2 separate regions of the Mus musculus genome follow, and region 2 is linked to region 1. Evidence: chromatin contacts called from public HiChIP or PLAC-seq data. All regions are on one chromosome and are shown on one strand. The core of a region is the stretch at or near the end of the contact, and the rest is flanking DNA. Distances in the headings are between cores, read along the strand shown.

Region 1 (6,541 bases), core at 431-2,930:
AAGATTGGCAGGAGTGTTAGGGGAAGGCTTAGAGAGCAAAAATCCCTACGGTGTGAGCCTGATGGTCTGAGTTCAGATCCACACACAGTAGCATGAGGGTCTGCAGTCCCAGCATGCCATTTAGCAGAGATGGGAGGCAGAGACAGGGAGAGTTTCAAGAAATCTGTGGGTCAGTTAGCCTGACCTATATGGCAAGACAAGAAGACTTTGCCTTAAATAGATGCAAAAGCAATGCACGAGTGTTGTGCATGCACACAGATACACACAAACACACAGAGAGAGACAGTCAGACACACACATACACACACACACACACACACACACACACACACACACACACGATGAGAGAATTAAACCATAATGCCAACTGTAGAGGAAGAAGAGGACGCAGGCCATCTTTCTACTCCACTAGGACATCAGAGTCCTAGGGTACAGAAAAATGGCTATAGTGTCATCCCTAGCTGGAAAAGTTGCCTGAGGCCTCTGGGGCCATCCTCCTGCCTGAAGCAAAGACCTTCCTTCCCTCACCCTGTTGGCAGATGTGCGCCAGTGTAAAGCCAGGCTGCACATGGTGCCAATTACACAAAGAAGCCCCAGAGCCCAGTTTCCCAGGTCCCACAGAAACACATGCAGGTGGCTGGCCCTGGGAGAGTCAGGCGGATCCAAGTGTGGGCTTAGCAAGATCCATTAGTGGATGCTGGTGCGCCTTGTAGAAGCTTTAGGGGACAGAGCTCTGATTACCAGAGGCCACACAAGGAGAAGAATCTCCATCAAGCCTCTAGCTCAGAGGTTCTCCACCTGTGGGTCATGACTCCTTGAGGGTCGAACAACTCTTTCACAGGGGTGACATATCAGATATCTTACATATCATTTATTTACAATTCATAACTAGCAATATTGCAGTTATGAAGTAACAACAAAACAAAATTTTTGGTTGGGGGTTGTGACCACAACATGAGGAACTGTATTGAAGGGCCACAGCATTAGAAAGGATGAGAACCACTGCTGTAGACTGTGTGGGAACTTTCTAGGGGCTGACAGGGGTGGGAGGAAGTGACTGATACAGAGATGTGGCCTTTGGAGTCCTTATTCTCCTCATTGCTGTGACTGAAAAACCTGGAAAGGGCAGGTCTATTTTGCCTTATTGTTTGGGGGTACTGCCGCTGTGGTGTGAAGCAGCTGGTCATGTCGAATCCACAGTCAGGATGCAGAGAGAGATGGATGCTGACGCTGGGGCTCAGCTTGATTTGCGTTTTTCTTCCCCCCCAGGATATCAGCACCAATGATTACATCACCCGTCCACATTTAGGGTAGGTCCTCTCACCTCAATTAACCCAACCTAGAAACTTTCGCACAGATACCCAGAGACTCATTGCCGGGTAGACTCCAGAGAAGGCCAAACTGGCATTTAGTACTAACCAGAGTCTGCATCCTGGGGCTGGGCTCACCTGTGCTCACCAGGGACAGATGCAGGGAGATCACTGCTCTTCTCTGAGCCCCATTTCAAGTCCCCTGAAGCTTGGCAGCCTCTCAGGGCGGCCTCTGAGCTGTATGACCCAACTTTTTCTGAGCCTCTCCTGCCTTAGAACCACAGGGAAAGGTCACCACATCTATCTGTGAGGCATCATGAAAGAATCGTGCTGCCGGCAGTAAGCCTGGGCTCCACATCCTTTTGTTCCGTCCAGTCACCTGCTTCTGAATCACAACAGTTGGTTGCTGGGTGTGCCTGTACTGCAAGGGAAGACAGGGGAGGCCTGAAGACTTGATCTAGCCTGCAGGGACACTTGTTCAGCCTCAAGACAGTGACTAAAGGAATCAGAAGTGCTCTCTCTCTCTCACACAAGCACATCCCAGCACACACACAGGCATGTTCACACAAGCATACGCACACATACACTCACCTAACGCTGGAAAACCTACAGCAGGCAACCCCTAAGTTATTCCTCCCTCAAACCCCAGTTGAAACTCTAACATTTGACTTGACTGTTTGAAGTAGTCTTTAAGAAGGTAATGAGATTGTAATTGAAGTTACATGAGATCACAAGGGTGAGGCCCTAAACCCTTAAGATCAACAGTCTTATGGGGAGAGGAAGTGGGCCTGGAGAAATTGGGCAGCAGTTAAGACAACTGACTGTTCTTCTAAAGGACCCGTGTTCAATTTCCAGCACCTACCTGGTGGCTTGAAACCATCTGTAACTCTGGTTTCTAAGAAACCAGATTCCCTCTTCTGGCCTTTGTGTGCACAGACGTAAACATGGGCCAAACCCCCATACACATAGAATAAAAATAATAACAAAAAAGAAGGGAAGAGACAACAGTGGAGGGAGGGAGGGAGGGAGGGAGGGAGGGAGGGAGGGAGGAAGGGAGGGAGGGAGGGAGGGAGGGAGGGAGGGAGGGAGAGTGGGGGGAAGAGAGGAAGAGAAGCACATATCTGAAGACTTGGCTATCAGGCAAGGCAGGAGAATCTTGAGTTCAAGGTCAGCCTCAGCTACATAATGAGTTTGGACTGGCAAGATGACTCGGTGGATCAAAGTGCTCAGTGTGTGCTCATACATACCAAATGAAATAAAAATGTTAAAACCAATCTAGCAAAGAAGACTTGGCCACTCTAGAAGACAAAGGGGGTGAGGGTTCACACCTCATGATAGTGTTCACTGCTCCAATTGGCCCATCCTCTGGGCCCCTGCTGCCCTGCTCACTGGGCTGCCCATCCCCAGCCCTCTGCAGGTGATCCCATCCAGCCCTGTGCAGTTCTGTGTCTCCCAAGCTTTCGTCTTTTCTCCCCTACCTTGACCTCTTGAGAACACAGTCAACTACTATTGTCATGCCAGAGCCCCTGTGCCTTGCCCAGGCTCAGAACAACATGGCCTTTATGTCTTGGGCCTTGTAACCGGTGGACTTGGGCGGATGCTATGGAGGGATGCTTGTGCCCAGGAGAACAACAGAATTACAGTGGGGGTGGGGCAGGAAGGCTGCGCTATGGCCACTATGGCCACGGCAGGTTTTTCACTGCCGAGGAGATGGAGACATAGTTTCTTGTTGCCAACCGCAGCAGTTTGAGACTCTCCCCTAATCTTTCCGGAACCTCAATTCAGGACAAATGCAAATGCAGGACTTTGAAGCCGAACAGAATTGAGGATTAGCAAGTATGATGAAGCAGAATTGGAACTTAAAAAAAGAAGGATGCTTAGAAAGAGGGACTGGCAAGATGGCTCAGTGGGTGGGTAAAGGCTTCTGCAGAGCAAGCCTGGAGAGCTGACTTTGCCCCCTGGGGCTTGCCCAATGGTGGAAGGTAAAAAACGGGCTCAGAGACCGCTGATCTCTACATGTTCCCCCTCCATATTATGTACAGACACAATAATAAACATTTTTTAACTTAAAAATAGATATTTAGACAGAAAGGCAGTCAAGAAGATAGTGAGGCATATCTGTAAGTGTTTATGTAGGCTCCTTCAGGGCAAGCCACACAGAAGTACGTTAACATTAGCCATATATACTATTTTGGTGGTTTTTCAAATAGCTAAAAATGCTTCTTTTGATAAGTGAGATGGGATGGCTGGTGAGATGCCTCGAAGGGAGTTATAATATGGTAAAAATCCAAAAACAAAGCAAAGCAAACTCCCACAAAACCAGGACTCACTAGAGCAGCATAGGGTTAGGGCATGTCCTTTTCCTGTAAAGGAGAAGATGCTAGAAACTTTCAGGCCAATGGCTGGGAAGAGAGGAAGCGTTAAGCGACTGCTAACTGTGCTGGAGTCCTTGCTTGCTGCTGGCAAGGGACTTCAGCCAACCTCCGGCTCTTTTCCCTCTCCTGTTCCTAAGATAGTTCCCTGTATTCCTCCCCAGCCTGGCTACCCCTTCTGCTGTTAGGTCACTGCTGGACCACAGCAGATCCAATCTTCCCTTGGTCAGAGGGCCGCAACCTGACAGTCATCCCAGTGGCCAGCCCTGCACTCAGCTCACTTAGGCTGTGTGCCTGAGCTCCAGGTACGAGCAAAAAGTAGGAATGATGCCGCTCACAGCCTTCCTGGCCTCTATCCCTCTATGCACACCCTTTAGGCTATGCCACATACTTTCCAACCCAAGCTCCCTAGATTACAGAGACTCAGAAGAGATGCCAGAGGGAAAGGGTGGGGAAGAGGACCTGACCTTTTGGAACTTCCACCCTAGACACAGAAACCTTGGGGTAAACTCTGAGAAGAGAAAAAGGTTCTAGCCTTTATGCCCTGTAGTGCTGAGCTCTGGCCCAGATGGTTGGTTACTTCGGAGATACTAGCAGATTCCTCAAATGGGACTGGGTGCTAAGACCTGGCTACATGCCTGGAGCGTAGGCCACAGAGCACTATGTTGTCTGCACAGCCTACTGGGCCTGTGCTTAGGGAACAGGCAAGGTTATGGATGTAATGCCCCTACCCCCAAACCATGAGTACGCATTAACTGCTGTTATTACCCAGGTCTATGATCCGTGTTGTAGGGAACCCACGAGGCTCAGACATAGCCCCACCTCTGGGGAAACTGCAGCAGGAGCCACAAACACAACTTAGAGATTGAAGTCACTTCAGAAAGCTGGTAACACTCAGGGATAACTTCTGAGGAACCCCAAAAAGGAGAGGCCTGAAACTTGCTTTGGAGAAAAAAATCAGGGGAAGATTCTTGGAAGAGGTGGTAAAAAAAAAACAATCCCCTCTAAGAGGTCTGAGCATGACATTGTAACAGGAGCTGCACAGATGAAGCTCTGGGAAGCGGCTTCTGTGGATGAGTAGTGTCTCCAGCCTCCTGGTAGCAGTTTGGAGACCTGACCAGTTCTAGACAACCTTGGGCACTGGCCTCAGGTCTCAGACTTGTCACATGGGCATCTCGGCCCTTTGTTCTTTCTGCTCCCTCACCTGGCACCCATTATGCCCTGTCCTGCATCTGTCTTGCCTGGTCTCTCCTTGCTTCCTGTCTCTGTGTCTCTGTGTCTCTTCTCTCTGTCTCTCTTCATATGTCTCTCTGTCTGTGTCTCTGTCTGTGTCTCTGTGTCTGTCTCTGTCTCTTTCTCTCTCTGTCTCTCTCTCTGTCTCTGTATGTCTCTGTCTGTCTCTGTCTCTCTCTCTGTCTCTCTCTCTGTCTCTGTCTCTCTCTCTGTCTCTCTCTGTGTCTCTCTCTCTGTCTCTCTCTCTGTCTCTCTCTGTCTGTCTGTCTCTCTCTCTCTCCTGTTTTGTCTCCAAAAGTCCTAAGAGAAGTTTCTACTTGGCTGGTAGCCCCTGGGCTGTGGGTCATGGTCCCTAGCCAGGCTATGACAGCTGCCAGGGGTCAAAGATCAGAGTATGTCTCATGAGCTGTGGGATCCACAGAAGAGGTGGCTCTTTGCAGGGCAACCTTGGGGCTTTGGGAGCCTTCTCTGATCCTCCAGGCCCTTCCTTACATGCAGAAAGATTTAGGGCCACAGGCCCCTGCTACCCAGGTCAAAGGTCAGAACTGTGGCCAGACACTTCTGAAACTGTCCTCAGACTGCCCTGAACCAGGACCTTCCAGGGCCCAGGCAACAGCTTTGTCGTCCTTGACAAACAGCGAGTAGTCCCATCTTTGGCATCAAACAGAGGACAGGAGCTAATGAAACTCGGTGCTCACCAAATTGCAAGGCATCTTGGGCCAAAGTTCGTGCTCTTTTTGCCCCACCAAACACTGTCCCCTTTGCTTTTGCTATTGTTCTTTCCAGGGAAATCTAATTTTAAAACAAAACAAAACAAAACATGTTTTCTAACCAACAGGACACACACTGGTGCCAACAAATATTTGATGGGAAAGCAGTCCTTTGAGCCATTCAAGGTTTGTTTTTTAAGAGACAGGACAAAGTGTCGTCCCCAGCTGTCCTGAGCATGTGTTGGCCACTGTCACCCTCTGTTCCTTTGAGCTTGGAAATCTGGCCTGAGGTGTCCAATTGGAACACTGTCATGAGGGCCACATACTTTCCAATCTGGAGGGTGGGGTAGTGGCAAGATCTTCCTTTAAATGGGGACGAACCAAAATATCCCAGTGAGTAAGCACTGGCAGCCTCGGCTGTTTCCACGCACGGATGTCTCCACACATGGAGTGGCTGGCAAAGCAAAATGGCAGAGTCTAGGCCAGGGGTGACTGGAACACAGTGGATAAATCACAATGGCTAGATGGAACCCAAGCACAGGCAGTGTGTGTGTGTGTTTGTGTGTGTGTGTATGCATGTGTGTATATATGCATGTATATGTGTATGTACTTATATGTATACATGTGTATGTGTATGTTGTAGTGTGATGTTCTGTTTTGCTTGCAAGTGGGGTCTCGCTGTGAATGCAGCCCTACTTTGTCTGGAACTCTCTGTATGGAATAGAGTGACCTCAAACTCATAGCAATCCACCTGCCTCTGCCTCCTGAGTGATGTGATTAAATGTGTGTACCACCACACCTAGACGATGGTCAGTTTTATTGTCAACTTGACAAAATCTAGAGTCACCTGAAAAGAGGGAACCTCAACTGAGGAATTGCTCAGATCATACTAGCTGGTGGCCAATGGGTCTGTAAG
Region 2 (6,658 bases), core at 2,171-4,670, 330 kb before region 1:
GCAAATATCTGTATATATGTTTGTATTTTTTAGATTTATTTTTATGTGTGCATATGTGTGGGACAGGAACCCTTGGAAGCCAGAAGAGGGCGTGGCTGGGATTCCCTGGAGCTGGAGTTACAAACTGTTGTGAGCTGCCCTGCATGGGCCCTGGGAACCAAGCAGGCCTCTGGAGGAGTAGCAGATGCTCCTAATTGCTGAGCCGTCTCCCCAGCCCCCACCAGGTTACTTATGGTGTGTGTGTGTGTGTGTGTGTGTGTGTGTGTGTGTGTGTGTGCGCGCGTGCGCGCGCGCACGCACGCATGCTATGCACACATGTGGCAGACAGAGGATGCTTTGTAGAGTTTTTCTTTTCCTTCCTCTTTTAATTTTCAGAACCAAACTGGTTGTCAGGCTTGTGTGGCAAGCCCCTCTCTCCACTAAGCACTCTCTTGGCGTGGGAGCTTTTCTCTTTCTTTTTAAGTGGGGTCTTAAGTCTGTCCCACTCACAGGAAACTAACGTTAGGGGAAACCAGCTGCGGTGTGGGCCCTGTAGGTGCTCTGTTGATTCTGACCTCCTCAGAGTCTTTTTATTTTATTTTTTTAAGATTTATTTATTTATTTCATGTATATGAACATATTATAGCTGTCTTCAGACACATCAGAAGAGGGCATCGGATCCCATTACAGATGGTTATGAGCCACCATGTGGTTGCTGGGAATTGAACTCAGGACCTCTGGAAGAGCAATCAGTGCTCTTAACCACTGAGCCATCTCTCTAGCCCCCTCCTCAGAATTTTTATTTTTGTGCGCAATGTGTATGTACACACCACACACACACACACACACACACACACACAAACACACTACAATGTTCTAGGAGTTGGACAGTGCCTTGTGCACGACTAAGCAGCCCCCATCCCCAGGGTTGCTCCCCAGCTCCTCCCCTTCCTTTCCAGTTACTTCCCACTGGAAACAGCACGGCTGCTCTTATCTGAGATCCCAGCGAGGTTTTACTGTGCCCGAGGAGATGTTGTTCCAGGAAAGTGTGGGTGTGAGTTACTAGATAGCTTTTGGAAAATAGGACCTAGACACGTAAAGATAGAAACATGAGAATTGGAACCTTAAATGGAGTCTGGAGAGTTTCTCGTGAATGTTTAATGGTGGAGGAATTAGAGGTGTACTCGGGGCTGGTTCTTGATGTTTTGTCTGTTTGGTTGCTTTGGTGCTGGGGATGGAGATTTTTTAATTCTTAGGCCACGGAGATGGCTCTGTGCTTAAAGCAGTTGCCTTACAAGTGTAAGGAAGGACTGGAGCTTGGATCCCCAGAGCCCAAATAAATGCCTGGTGGGATGGCAGCCTGTCTGTAACTCCAGCACACAAAGGTGGAGACGGGATCTCTGGAGAAAGTGGGCTAGCTCTCGAGTCTTGCCATACCAGTGAGCCACGGGTTTTCTTAAGGATGATTCTTGACATCAGCTTCAGCCTCACCGTGCATGTGCACACGTGTGCAGAGCACCCACGGCACAAACAGATGTGCATGCACGCCTGTGTCGACTCAGACACAAAGAGTGGAAGAGAAATATCGTCACTGTTGCCTTGAAGTTCTTAGGAACTTGAAGGCCTTGGGAACAATGACTTAAGGCTCCATAACAAGTTTGAACCCCGGGAGTTTGTGCTGTGTTGTTCCATCATGGCAAACCTCTCTGGAGTCTGTGACCAAACTTCCCCATTCATCTCATTTCTGAACGTGGGAACCATTGGAGACCTTGTCTGAAGCTGCAGTTGGAAACGTAATAACAAGCAGAGCTATTCCATTGGAACTTTGTGAACTGGGAAGGTCTCCAGTAAGACAAAATAAACACAAGAACCCATGCCCTATATTTCTCACTAGCACAGGAGTCCCTTGTGTGTGTGTGTGTGTGAGAGAGAGAGAGAGAGAGAGAGAGAGAGAATTATGTGTTGACAATTACTTCTAATCTACTGCTGTTAGATGGGCAAGAAATTTTCTTTTTTTGAAATTTAATTCTACATGTATTTTTATGTGTATGTATGTGCCTGTGTCTGTTTATGTGTCCCATGTGTGCAGGAGTCAGAAGAGGTCAGAACCCTTGCTTGAGGTTCCCTCCAGTTCCCTTGAGGTGAGAGAGGTGGATTTGAGTCACTGTATGGGTGCTGGGAACCGAACCCAAGTCCTCTGGAAGAGCAACCAGCTCTCTTACCACTAATCCATTGCTCCCTGCACTCCTGTGAGCTTCTGGTCCTCCTTCCTCTACGCACTCAGTGCTGGGATAACAAGCGCACACCTCTATACGTGGTTTAGGCAGTGCTGAGGATTGAACCGGGACTTCATGCGTGCTAGCCTCACATTCCACAACTGAGTCACATCCAGACTGCCACAGGCCTTCTCCAAGACTAGCTTCCAACTTTTTTTTTTCTTTTAAAAGGTTTTCTGTTTGTGTGTTTTTGTTTTGAGAAAGGTCTCTCATGTAGCCCTGGCTATCCTGGGAACTCACTATGTAGACCAGGCTGACCTCTGAGTTACAGAGATCCACCTGCCTCTGCCTTTTAAGCATAGGATTAACGGCGTATACCACCTTACCTAGCTTCTTTATAAGCACTCTTTAGACTAGACACTATTGAGGTGGTTTTTGTTGGGGTGCCTTCCAAAGCATGTGGGTACTGTAGAGGATAAAGACACATCTTGGGTTCCTGCTGTTCTAGAAACTTCCATGGTATACTTGAAATTTCATGTTCTTTCTTCTGGTTCTTTGTCGTTAGACACTAGAATTAATCAGCCAAATATGCAGTCGCTTTAGAAATTAGAAATTTAAATCTTACTGTTCCCCAAACCAAATAGAACACAGAGATTCTTTTAGATCAACTCTAAAACAAGTTGGTGGGCAAAAAAAAAAAAAATGTTGATAAAGTGATCTTTGATCTCCATGGTGAGCAGCTGAAAATGATTATCAGTTCGTGTGTGTGGAGATTGTATGCACACATGTGTGGAGCTCAGAGGACAACATGGACTCTCTCTCTCCAACCATGTGGTTCCCAGAGATAGAACCTGGGCTGCCAGGCTTGGCGGTTTCACCTTCCTCTGCTGAGCCGTCTCACCTGTTCTTCCGCCTAATTACTTTTTAAATTTTAATTCTATTTTATTTTATTTTATAGTCTACGGAGGCTTTTCTGTTTGAGCTTTGCACCTCTAGAGAAAGGACCCCAGGGGTCTCCCTCCTGTGTGTTTTGGTCTCGCTTCTTTGTGGTCCCTGATGCTAGCTGGGGTTGTCAGCACAAGGAAACCAAACTGACAGCGTGGACACAGATTGTTCTGCCATTTCTCTAGGTGTTTGAGTTGCAGATCAAACCTAGGGCTGATCGCGCTACACTTGCTCAACCTGCCCGTGAGGGTTCACATTGATTTTCCCAGCTCTGTGATCATCAGTGATGCAAACTCACCATGTGACCGTGCTTCATCATCACAGTTAGGAACCGAACGATGGCTTTGACACATGGCCTGATGAGGACCCGGCGTTTGCCTCTCTTCTCAGCATTTTTGGTGCTCTTGAGAGCACCTGCCAGGACATTCATGGTGATGAGGAGTCTTTAATTTTATTTTTGAGACAGGGTCTCACTGTGTAATCCCCAATCTGAGGTAGTGCAAACAGAGGCATCATTATATAGAGCAGGCTGGCCTGCCGCTCTCAGAGGTCCTCCTGCCTCCGCCTCTCAGATACTGGATTAAAGATGTTAAACGCTATGCCCGGCCACCTTCCGATTTGAGATGTGGTCTCCAATTGAAGCTGAGGCTTGCCCATTCTGTTAGACAGGCTGGCCAGTGAGTCCCAAGGATTGTCCTGTCTCTGCCTCTTCTGTTGGGATTATAGAGAGATCACTACACTGTTTCCATGGGTCCTGGGGATCTGAAGCCAGAGCTTCACACCGCACGGCCTGTGCTTTATCCACTGTAGTATCTTCCCAGCCCCCTTCTTCTGGTCTTACCTCACACAGGCTCCGCCTCTCTCTACTGCATGACTACAAAGTCAGTCTGCTACTTCTGTTCTTTGAGACTGGGTGTCATGTAGCTAAGACTGTCCTTGAACTCTGTGTGTAGTTGAAGACAGCCTTCAATCCCTGATTCTCTTGTATCCCCGTCCCACGGGTGCGATTACAGAGGTGTACGTACCAAACCAGCTTTGTGTGGTTCGGGGAACAAAACCCAAGGCTTTAAGCACACGAGGCAAGCACTCAGCTAGCTTGACCATATTTGCAGCCCTGTCTGCAGAGTCTTGACTGGACCTTGCTTCCTTTTGCTTCAGGACTTCCTTCCTCCCTGCAGAGAGAGGCAGTAGGTAGGAAGTGCTGAGCATAGCAGCTGAGAGAGGCAGGGCCACTGGGCAAAGGTTTATGGGCCTGTTCAGAAAAGGGGCTAGATGGTATCAGTGGTAAGCCATTGGGCTGCTACATTTACTGATGTAGAAAGTTCACATGGACTGGGGAGATGGCTCAATTGGTGAGGTCTTGGAATGCAAGCACAAGTGCCCAGGCTTGTTCCCCCGGACCCATGCTAACACAAAGCAAAACAGAACTGTGGCAGCTTGAGTTTGTAATCTCAGTGCTGGAGAGGTGCACACAGGCGCTTCCCCTGGGGCTTGCTCAGCCGATCTAGCCTGAGCAGTGAACTCCAGGCCAGTGGGAGACCCTGTGCCTGCCTAGAGTGCCTGAAGCCCTGGGCTCCGTCCACAGCATCACAGAAAATCAGTTATGAAGATGCATACTCATAACCCCAAATCTGAGGTAGAGCCAAAAGGAGCATCAGGAGCTGACAGTTGTCCTTAGCTGTAGAGAGAGTTCAAGGGTAGCCTGGGCTCCATGATACCCTGTCTCAGGAAAAAATATAAAAGGCAGAATATAATTGAGGAATATAACTTATGTTGACCTCTGGCCTCCATGTGTACACACACACACACACACACACACACACACACACACACACACACACACATACAAACAGAGTGAACAGTGGCTTGAAGTGGCTGAGGTGCCACAAGGGGTCTGGCAGCTGTGGCTGGTTGTTCTAACCTGGTTGTGGCAGAGAAAATGGAAGATGGGTAGAGGGAAAAGGTCCATTAGAGATAAGAGCCAGGAGAAAGAGTGAGTAGAGCTGGGGAGAAACAAGGGGATCTGGGATGATCACCTGGTCTGGCTTGACTAGTGATGTCTGCACTCCTAGGGGCTTGTGTTGCTATTGTGGGGGTGGGGCAGGTAGATTAGGAGTGCGTTCATTCTGATTTCTTTCCATTGTTGTGATAAAACACCTAGACCACAGTAGCTTGGGGAAGAAAGGGTTTGTTTAGCTTTGAGGGAAGCAAGGGCAGGGACTCTAGAATGAACTGGAAGGCTGGCTGGCTTGCCATTCTGTCTTTAAGCAAAGAATGCACTCACTGACAAGGAAGTACAGCAGAAACCGTGGAGCACACTGCTTGGTGATCACCCAGGGCCAACTGCACTGGGAATGGAGCCGTCCACAGTGGGCTGGGTCCTCCTACATCAAATAACAATGCAGACAGTCCTCTACAGACTTGTCCGCAGGCCAAAGCCCTCAATGGAGACTCCCTTCGGAGCTGTGTTAAATTGGTAGTTAAAGCTAACTAGGATACTACTTATGTATTTGCTTGTCTGTTTGACTTGTGTGTGTTTGTGAGTACACACTTGCACACTCACAGGACAGCTTTCACAAGTAGGAGCTGTCCTTCCTCCATGCGCTTCCCAGGATGTCAGGCTTGGCAACAAGGATCAGACTTTAGGGTAGAGGGACGAAGAGTGGAGAGATCTATTTGGGGACTGTTGAATTTGAAATCCCTGCAAGACAGCCAGTGGGGTGAGGAAGACAGAGGGGCCTGGCCTCTGTCCTCCAGTTTGAGGAGACACAGGAAGCCACTTGGATAGATGTGCTCAGCCCAGGGAGACTGTGGAGGAGTGAGAAACGTGACAGCCTGAGCCTCAGCCGGGAGAAAACCTTAGAGAAGAGATAGGCCCTGGGGAACATGAGCTCTGCAGTCTAGAAGGATGGGCATTGTCAAGTGGGAGCAGCAGGGCAGCGGAGCCTCGGAGGGGAGCGATTGATGATCCTGGTTCGTGGTTTTAAATGCCACATGAGACTGGTTATGTGATTTTCCTTTCTCTTGAATTCCTTCTCCAGCCAGAATGCTAGTACAGGTAGTTGGGGTGAGGGGTAGAGTTGGTCTTTGCAGGAGGAACTGGCAAGATGTCATCTAAGCGGGAGTGTCAGAGGAGATCAGAAAAAATGTGCTGAGATCGGTGCTTAATAGGTGTTTGAGCGAGTGATTGGAACAATTACAGGTTTGAGGCTGTGGTGTCTGAATATTGTGCCCCCCCCCATAGCTGTATTTGAACAACTGTTCCTGGTTGGTGGTGCTGTTTGGGGAGGTCTAAGGGGTACAGTCTTGTTGGAGGAAGTATGTCACTGGAGGAGAGCTTTGCAACCCGTTTGAGTTACCAAACACTTACCTATTTACAGTTTGCTCTCTTAGCTTTGTGCTTGTAGTTCAAGCTGTGAGCTTTCAGTCGCTGCTGCCGTCACCATGCCTACGATTGCTGCCATGCATAACCCCCGCCACGGACTCTAACCCCTGGCACCATGACCCTGGATAAACTC

Evidence for each region. HiChIP or PLAC-seq counts read pairs in DNA pulled down with a chosen protein or histone mark.
Region 2: a contact with region 1 is called in an H3K27ac HiChIP or PLAC-seq map of embryonic stem cells, with 4 times the contacts expected there. The contact joins two enhancer-like sites. A contact is called at or near these places in 2 of 39 promoter capture datasets (both in embryonic stem cells), 2 of 484 Hi-C or Micro-C datasets (both in embryonic stem cells), 5 of 115 datasets of contacts at active chromatin or transcription factors (embryonic stem cells and hepatocytes) and 1 of 9 other capture datasets (embryonic stem cells).

Annotation. Positions count from the first base shown.
Region 1 is chr1:119,162,795-119,169,335 of GRCm38.p6, reverse strand. No RefSeq gene overlaps it. Among named protein-coding and RNA genes, the nearest start is that of Gm46144, 35 kb to the left of the region's middle. Within about 2 kb of position 1,680, at least 11 of the 459 cell types and tissues checked have an H3K27ac peak or open chromatin away from gene starts, as enhancers often do. A contact at or near this core is called in embryonic stem cells, where this site is marked.
Region 2 is chr1:119,496,398-119,503,055 of GRCm38.p6, reverse strand. The region is part of intron 1 of Ralb (v-ral simian leukemia viral oncogene B); the gene reads left to right. It also overlaps the pseudogene Gm29454. Among named protein-coding and RNA genes, the nearest start is that of Ralb, 5.1 kb to the left of the region's middle. Within about 2 kb of position 3,420, at least 46 of the 459 cell types and tissues checked have an H3K27ac peak or open chromatin away from gene starts, as enhancers often do. A contact at or near this core is called in embryonic stem cells, where this site is marked.